Linked DNA regions of Sus scrofa: regions 2 and 3 are each linked to region 1. The links are chromatin contacts, called in public Hi-C maps. All regions are on one chromosome and are shown on one strand. Each heading gives the region's core, a stretch centred on a gene start, on an enhancer-like site or on the middle of the called end of the contact. The rest is flanking DNA. Distances are from core to core; before and after follow the strand shown. Region 1 has its middle 27 kb from the start of DEFB136. Region 2 overlaps LOC102167906 (a long non-coding RNA gene). Region 3 overlaps BLK (tyrosine-protein kinase Blk).

What was found. Hi-C and Micro-C count contacts between places; a contact is called where the count stands out from the background.
Region 2: a Hi-C map of liver shows a contact between it and region 1, with 4 times the contacts expected there. The contact joins two enhancer-like sites. A contact is called at or near these places in 4 of 47 Hi-C or Micro-C datasets (embryonic fibroblasts, liver and undifferentiated spermatogonia).
Region 3: a Hi-C map of fetal liver shows a contact between it and region 1, with 2.5 times the contacts expected there. The contact joins two enhancer-like sites. A contact is called at or near these places in 1 of 5 promoter capture datasets (liver), 27 of 47 Hi-C or Micro-C datasets (adipose tissue, alveolar macrophages, blood and 16 more) and 1 of 2 datasets of contacts at active chromatin or transcription factors (skeletal muscle).

What each region holds. Positions count from the first base shown.
Region 1 is chr14:15,082,585-15,085,284 of Sscrofa11.1, forward strand. No RefSeq gene overlaps it. Among named protein-coding and RNA genes, the nearest start is that of DEFB136, 27 kb to the right of the region's middle. Within about 2 kb of position 1,442, at least 13 of the 83 cell types and tissues checked have an H3K27ac peak or open chromatin away from gene starts, as enhancers often do. A contact at or near this core is called in fetal liver and liver, where this site is marked.
Region 2 is chr14:14,778,403-14,781,102 of Sscrofa11.1, forward strand. It overlaps LOC102167906 (a long non-coding RNA gene), which reads right to left. Exons shown (of 4, transcript XR_299396.3): 4 at 2,541-2,700. Among named protein-coding and RNA genes, the nearest start is that of TRNAD-GUC, 73 kb to the left of the region's middle. Within about 2 kb of position 1,274, at least 16 of the 83 cell types and tissues checked have an H3K27ac peak or open chromatin away from gene starts, as enhancers often do. A contact at or near this core is called in liver, where this site is marked.
Region 3 is chr14:14,744,754-14,747,453 of Sscrofa11.1, forward strand. BLK (tyrosine-protein kinase Blk) reads left to right here. Exons shown (of 13, transcript XM_021072720.1): 13 at 496-1,193. The coding sequence ends at 701. Among named protein-coding and RNA genes, the nearest start is that of TRNAD-GUC, 39 kb to the left of the region's middle. Within about 2 kb of position 1,373, at least 5 of the 83 cell types and tissues checked have an H3K27ac peak or open chromatin away from gene starts, as enhancers often do. A contact at or near this core is called in fetal liver, where this site is marked.

The sequences.
Region 1 (2,700 bases), core at 192-2,691:
AAGCATACCAGCTGGGAGGGGGTAAGTGGAATTAAAGTGTTATAGATAGTTATATTGTCTGTGATGGAGATAAACATAGGGTTCAGCTTTAGACTTTGATAAGAAGCTAACTCTATGGAGTTCCCTGGTGGTCTAGTGGCTAGGATTCGTGCTTTCCCCACCACGGCCCAGGTTCAGTCCCTGATGGGAGAAGTGAGATCGCATGTCAAGCCACTGAATGCAGTGGTAGAAAAAAGTTAACTCTGCCTGCTGTGATTTCTAGGGCAATCATGATAAAAACAGGGCTTATTAGTCGAAGGTGGCAGGGGGGGGGAAAGAATGATAAAATTAATCAAGCCAACTGAGGTCAAGAAAAGAGAGAAAAACAGGGAGTTCCCGTCATGGCTCAGTGGTTAACGAATCCGACTAGGAACCATGAGGTTGCAGCTTCGATCTCTGACCTCACTCATTGGGTTGAGGATCTGGCATTGCTGTGAGCTGTAGTGTAGGTCGCAGATGTGGCTCAGATCTGGCATTCTGTGGCTGTGCCTCAGGCTGTCGGCTACAGCTCTGATTAACCCTTGGCCTGAGAACCTCCATATGCCAAAGGTGCGGCCCTAAAAAGACACACACACACACACACAAAAGAGAGAGAGAAACACAGAGCTGCTAAGACAAAAGAGAAACCACAAAAGAAGTGATAGATGTAAACTCAAATATTATGTTAATCACATTAGATGCTCCTGTTAACAAAGGTTTCCAGAGGATATAAATCAGTTCCATGTAGACAGGACAGAAAGAAACTAACCTGCCCAAGACTCCCTCCCAGGGAGTGGGGGGAAGGGGTGGTGGATGGTTTGCAGCCTGCTTCCTAGTTCTGCGATCTTCCAGCCCAACCGGGTCCAATCAAACCCAATCCCTTTATACTGAGCAGCCCCCCCTGTCAGATTTTGGAACGTACAGTTGAGTAAAAACAAGGCTTCTATCCTTACGGCCTTTTCCTAAATGAGGAGCCAGTACATTTTGGCACGAATTCTTGGATACAGGCTTTTCTAGGGGTTTGTGGCCACAGCACGACTTCCAGGTGGCGGAGGTGGGGGTAGTGACGATTTTGAGGCCGTGGCTGAGAAAGCCCGGGCCTGTGAGCCCCAACGTCCCTCCAAGGTGGGGTGGAGACCTCGTGATCACAGAGGGGAGGGTGGGAGGAGGCACTTTCCTCAATGGAAATTCATCAATGCTTTTGTCCGCCGCACTTATCAACGTTGCTATTTCAGTGAGTAGCGGTGGAGCCTGCACCCGGCTCCCGCCAGACGCTGGGGGTGGGGGTGCAGGGCGGCGATCCGGCGGGGTCCTCTCTGTCGTCAGAAAACATGAGCTCACGCCAGGGTTTCTGCAGGTCACCGAGATAGCACCGGCTCTCTGGAGACAGGCGTGACCCCCAGGTCGGCTCCTAGTCATTGAACTAAGTGGGCCCAGATAAGGGCCGGATAATGGTAGCCAGACTCCCACGGCCTGGGCAGGCCTCCTCCAGGGCCCCGGGCCGAGAGAGAGCAGGTCAGGGAGGGGCGGCGGGGAGGAGCCTCCGGGGGCTCCGGCCCTATCCCGGGTCCGAGCCCTGCCTCCAGGACAAACAGTTATTAGGACAAACGCGTATGCTGGGAAGACCCTGGCCACAGTAACTCCGGGAAAAATACCAAACTGGCAGTACTTCCTTCCCCGGACTTTTTCTTGTTTCATCAAATTTGCTGTATCTGTTGGCAGCGTTTAGAGTGTGGGGAAGGTAGACGTGCTTTCAGGGCCCCAGTGTGGATGGGGGGGTGGGATGAAGGTGGGGGGTGGGGGTGGGGGTGGGGGGACAGGTTTAATCCGAACGGTGGTTTCAGGAAAAGCCCAGGTCAGTTGCTCAAACTCTGTGCTCTCCGACACTGAATCAGCTCCGAGGCGGCTCCATCTCACCAAGCCTTCCTGGGACTTAAGCCACAACCACCTCAAAGATAAAATGATAACATGACACCTGTGTAATTGGGGTGGGAGATGGTCACAGCGCCCTGCGAGTCTCTTCCGGGGTTGCCACACCGCACCTGGGAGGGGAGGAGGTGGGTTAGGGCCGGGAGGACCTCAGGGCTCATCCCCTCCCAGGCGTGCACCTGGCCAGTTCCCCTGTTCCGGTGGATTAGGGAACCTTTCCTTCCTATGCCCAGAGCAGCCCCCAAGGAGCCTCCATCGAAGGACTGGAGCCCCTGAGCGGCATGCAGCAATGTTACCCCAATTCTCAGCGGGCCGCTGAGGCCCAGGGACCCAGCCTGTCTGTCGAGGTCGGCGCAGCCGAACGCTTTCTCCGCATCACAAGCCTCCCGGGTCTTCCCTCTAGGAAAAAAACTGAAAGAAATAATTCGAGGTATCATTGCTTACGGTGCTGCACCTCCGGTATCTTGCCTGTAGACGGTCTACAACTGCAAAGGAAAGCTGAAGCTTCGGCAGAAGGAAATCCCAAGCCGGTTACCAAGAGTGGAGAAACCGGATGCCCATGACTGGAACGCTAGCGACATCTACCGGACTATGCGGGCGCTGCATGTGAGCCGGGCAACCAGTTGCCCCTTCGTTCCAATACAATTGAATATGTAAAAAATTTAAACGCAAGCAATTCACGTTATTTATGAATATATGCACACGCAGACAAAGTGTAAAATATGCTTGCAAATTACAAGCGTAACTTCAAGA
Region 2 (2,700 bases), core at 24-2,523, 300 kb before region 1:
TGTCATCTTTCTGAGCTTGGTTTCACCATCTGTAAAATGGGAATAACAGTACCTCACGAAGCTGATGTAGGGTCCACTGCAACAGCGGGAAGACCGCTGACAGCAAAGCACTTGTGTCTTGTGTCAAATCAACTCATCATAAACTCCCTAAACGCTGAATTCTGCCCACCCCCTGTAAGCTTCATTTGGCATGAGCACCAGTTAAACCAGGCCCTGCCTGATTTCTTTAAACAAACAAAAATAAATAAATTGGAGTTCCCGTCGTGGCTCAGTGGTTAACGAATCTGACTAGGAACCATGAGGTTGCAGGTTCGATCCCTGGCCTTGCTCAGTGGTTAAGGATCCAGCTTTGCCATGAGCTGTGGTGTAGGTCGCAGACGCAGTTTGGATCCCGCGTTGCTGTGGCTCTGGCATAGGCCGGTGGCTACAGCTCCGATTTGACCCCTAGCCTGGGAACCTCCATATGCTGTGGCAGCAGCCCAAGAAATGGCAAAAAGACCAAAATAATAATAATAATAATAAAATTAATTAATTAATTAAAATTTTAGAATAGATTTAGATTTACAGAAAACTTGCTGAGACAGTACAGAGAATTCCACATGCTCCCTCCCAGTTTCCACTACTGTTAACATCTTACATTCATATGATACACTTGGTACAATTAAAGAACCAATCCTGGTATGTTATTATTCACTGAAGTCCACAGTTTATTCAGATTTCCTTGGTTTTCACCTAATGTCCTTCTTCTGTGCCAGGATGCCAGCCAAGATGCCACATTACATTTTGTCATCAAGTTTCCTTAGGCGTCTCTTGGCTGTGACAGTTTTGGCCTGATTTTTTTTTTTTTTTTTTTCAATTTGGAAGATGCAGCGTTTGTTAACAAAAGTACTAATGCACAGAAGTAAGAAGTCGGGGAAAGAGCTGCAGGGCTTTCTGAGAAAAAGGTGATTTTTTTTTTTTTTAGTATTGTATCATTTGGCTTATCAACAACATACATTGGTTATAAATGAGCCTTATCTGTTCCGCTGAAGAAGCCCTAAAGTCTTAGTCCATTTTCTCCTTTGCATTAAAAAAAGAACTAATTTACATTAGTAAACACATAATTTTAGGATTCTCCCACCGTGTGACAGCCCGGGTCCTTTTCCTCGTCCCAATGGTCCCAGGCGTCCTGTGTTCTTGGGACCAGAAAGGCTGCCTCCCTGGTTGAGCCCTTGGGATGGGGGTGGGGCGGGAACAAGAGCAGCGCGTGCGCAGTGGCGTCCATTCTCTCCGAGGCCCTCTGCTGGCCTCTGGTTCACACCCACCACAAGGTCAGAGGCGATGCTTCCACTCTGAACCTGGTTGGCCGAGGAGGTGGGGTGGGCCGGGTGGGGCTGTGGCTGGCTGATCCTCACCGACAGGCTGGAGGAGGGCACCGAAGGCCCTGCCTCCGGGCTGCGGGAGTGGTGTTAAAGGGACACGTCTCAGGGTCTGCCAGGTCAGCGCTCTGTGTCTGGAACACAAGGTTCTAGGGCTGCGTCTGTTCACAGATTTCACGTCAAGGCCCCATCAGGATGACGAGGAAGCAGACAAGAACTCGCAGTAGAAGCATCCGTTTATAAGCTGGAGCCTCAGAGAACCACAGATCCCACTCCACCACTCCTCCGCCATCCACCTCGAAGCTGGCTACAAAGCCAGTAATCGCGGTGACACACTCTCAGCTGGGCTCCTTTCTTCTCTATTTGTTTGTTTAAAAAATATTTTTATTCACATGTTAAATTGATTATCCTTGTATCATAAGCGCAATACAATGATAAATCTTTAAATAAAAGAACTTAATGGCTCAAGTCATTGTAAAAAGATTGAGACAAGCAGATGAAGTGAAAATCCCCTTGAACACTTCTCAATCCTGCCTCCTCCCCAGTGTAATCAGTGCCATCAGCTGAACTGTGTCCCTAGAGGTCTTTTCAGAGGATTTACGTGCCTCTGTGGGGACATTCAGCAGTAGTGTATGTTTCTAATAAACTCCAGTGATACACTGGACGGGCTCATATACTGTCCTCACACATCCGAAGTAGAACAGAGATGTTTACATGGCCTTTCCACAGTGCAGCTGTAGTACACATTCTATAACTGTTTACTTGCAGAAATTTGGGTCCTTGTTCATTTCTTTTTTGTTACAAGTCATGTTATAATTAAAATGTGTCACTTTTATTACCTTTTTTCTAGCAAGGCTGGTGGTTTTCATCTCCCCACTGGGGCCAGATGATCATGCATCTTCCTTATTCTGGAAACAGCAAGAGAGCACCCCTTGCTCTATATGTGTGCCCAGCACTGTGCATAGGAAAGGACCGACAACACCTGATGTTCTTCCCAAGTTGTGTCTACTTCCACAAATACCGCTGATGAGAGTCTTTGAAAATGTTGGCATTTTTAAATGACAATCTCACAGCCATAACTCTGATTCAGGTTTCAGATGGTTTGGCCTGAAGATGACCATAGGATATACAGAGATTGCATCATATGCTGAGGCTGCCATAACAAATGATCACAAACTTGGTGGCTTAAAACAACAGAAATTTATTCTCTTAGGGTTGTGGAGGCCGGAAGTCTAAAGTCAAGGTGTTGGCAGGATTATGCTCCCTGAAGTCTCTAGGAGAGAATCCTTCCTTGGCTGGTGTCTGCATTGCTCCAATCTCTGCTTCTGTCTTCTCCTCTGTG
Region 3 (2,700 bases), core at 123-2,622, 340 kb before region 1:
CAACAGTTGCTCTTGGCACCAGGGCTGCATCCCCTTGGTGCAGCAGAAGTCAGTGAGCCCCCAAACCTGGAACTAAGTAAACCTGAGCTCAGGTTTCCTCCAGTTGGTTTGCTTTCAGTTGAGGACAGGTGGGCCCTCTCTTGCCTTCATTGGGTGCCTCCCCGGAAGCCTCATCAGCCCCCCAGCCGCAGGTCAGAAAGCAGCGAGCTGTCCCCCTCAGCCACTGGGGGCCTTCCTCAGGTCACCTTCGTGAGAGATATGCTCTGGCCATGTGCCTGGGCAATCACAGGTAAGCGAGGTAAGTTCCATCTAGGAGGAACTGCCCCGCACACAAATAATCCACAGCCTGGATTCCAGCTATTCTCCTAGCCATGAAAAGTCAATAGAGGGAGGCAGCGAGGTGGCACCGAGGGCCTGCAAGGGAGGAGACCGTTTCCGGTGCTTGGCGGGTCCCTGCCGCCCCTCAGCCGCGCCCTGCGTCCCCTCCACCTCCAGGAATGAGCAACCCCGAGGTCATCCGCAACCTAGAGCGCGGATATCGCATGCCGCGCCCGGACTCTTGCCCGCCCGAGCTGTACAACGGGGTCATCGCCGAGTGCTGGCGGAGCCGTCCCGAGGAGCGGCCCACCTTCGAGTTCCTGCAGTCTGTGCTCGAGGACTTCCACACGGCCACCGAGGCCCAATACGAGCTGCAGCCCTAGGCCTGCCTGCCCGCGCCTGCGCAACCCAGGAGGCCTGCCCAGCCCGCGCTTCTTCAGCCCCAGATGGGCGGGAAAGGCGGGGAGGGGTTGACAGGCCCATTTCTCAGATGGGGAAACCAGAGGTAGAGCGGCTTGGGGGGGGGCGTCAAGGTTTGGATTCTGGAGTGAATCCCATCGCAGCCCCACCCTTCTCCCGCTGTGTGCCCCTGGGAGAGTTACTTAGCCTCTCTGTGCCTTCGCTTCTTCATTGGTTCAGTGGGAAGAACCACAATAGTACCTACCTCTTAAGTTCCTCATGATGATGACCTGGTAAGGTGTTAATAGTGCCCGGCACACTCCTAAGTGTTTGTCACCTGTCCTATAAGGCTCCCTGTGCTGGCACCAAAAGCAAAAAGAGTCGGCTTCAGGTGACCTGAGTCCCTGGGCTCCCACTTGACCCAGACTGTGCGCCAGCACTTTGGGACTTTCCTGTAATAAAGTCAGGAGATCTGACCTTTTCTGTGTCGTCCCTGGCGACAAGCCTTGACCTCGCTACTGGTTGCATGAGTGGTGCCTCTAGGGGCTCGCCGGATGACACTGTGTGGAAATCAAGCCCCCAGCCCCCAGACATCTGCACAGACCCAAGTGTCGCTGCCATTTAGGGGAGCTTGGGTAAGGCCAGCAGGTGGCGCCCTCGCCTCACAAATCCTCTGCATCCGGGTTTTGGGGGGCGGGGTGCGGCGCGGGGAGCAGGGGTGGGTCACTTAACAAAGAGCCAGAGCCCGCGGTGGTGACAGCGCCTTTTGGGAGCGTGCACAAATGAAATGGCCAAACCCTGGGCTCCGGGTCCAGGGATCAGGCGCATAAACAGATGTGGAGGGAATGGCAATACAAAGGGAGATTCCAGGGTCCAAGCTGTTCACGGAAGTTCCTCATTTGTCATGTTTTTGTTTTGTTTATAATAGATTTTAATTTTTTGAACTCTTAGGTTTACAGAAAAATAAGTGAAAAGTATAGAGAATTCCCATTTACCCCTCACCGCCCCCATTCCCCCATTATAAATGATAATATTAATAAGGTGTTGGGACAATGGGATACATTACCGCTGATGAGCCAACACTGACACACTATTAACTGAAGTCATAGATTACATTAGGACCCTTCTGCATTGTGTTCTATGGGTTTGCACATGCATAATAACAGGTTTTCCCCCTAACACCAGCACACAGAATAGTTGAGGTGCCATCCCCTCGTTCCACCTATTTGTCCCTCCCTTCCTCCCCACAAAACCGTGGCCACAATTTGCCTCTAATCCTGTGACAACCAAAGAGCTGGGAATACTCCCACCAATGCACAGAGGAAGAAACTGCTTCACAGAGAGCTTGCGGGGTCCCAAGGTCACAGGGCTCATCAGTAGTGGGAAGGGGATGTGGCCCCAAGAATAGCTGGGGGATTGTGGCAGCAGAGTGGGGGGGGGGGTGTGGGGGGGAATGCTGGGCTGGGAGGGGCTGAATCCGCAGAGCACAGAGGTGACCCGGCAGAGAAGGACACAGGTGTGCATAGTATTGCTGTTTCCAGGGCGTGTCCCCATGCTGGCTACAGAGGATCTTCCCCAGCCCTGGGAAGGTGGGAGGGAGGAGGGGAGGGAAGGAGGGAGGGTCCTCATTATTACAGCTCTGCTCTTTCCCCAAATGAGGAGGCAGGCAGGGACTTCCACACCCAGGCCTGTCCAGAGGCTCTTAGTTCTCCCTCCAGATACTGCTGCCAGACCCTGGATCCGAACCCCTTCTCTGCCCCCAGCCTCTTATTCATAAGTATGGAGGAGTTTTCTCCCAGCCACCTGCGCAGGTGAGAGTATTGCAAAGGGGCCCTGGCCTCAGACACTGGAGACTGTGACCGCTGCCACCACCTGGCGCTCTGGTGAGGTATGAGCCCCAGCCTCACAACCCTTGTGGATTTTGTTTCCCCGTCACCCTCTCTCCCCAGCGCTGGGGCACACTTGCTGTGTTTACTGTAAGAT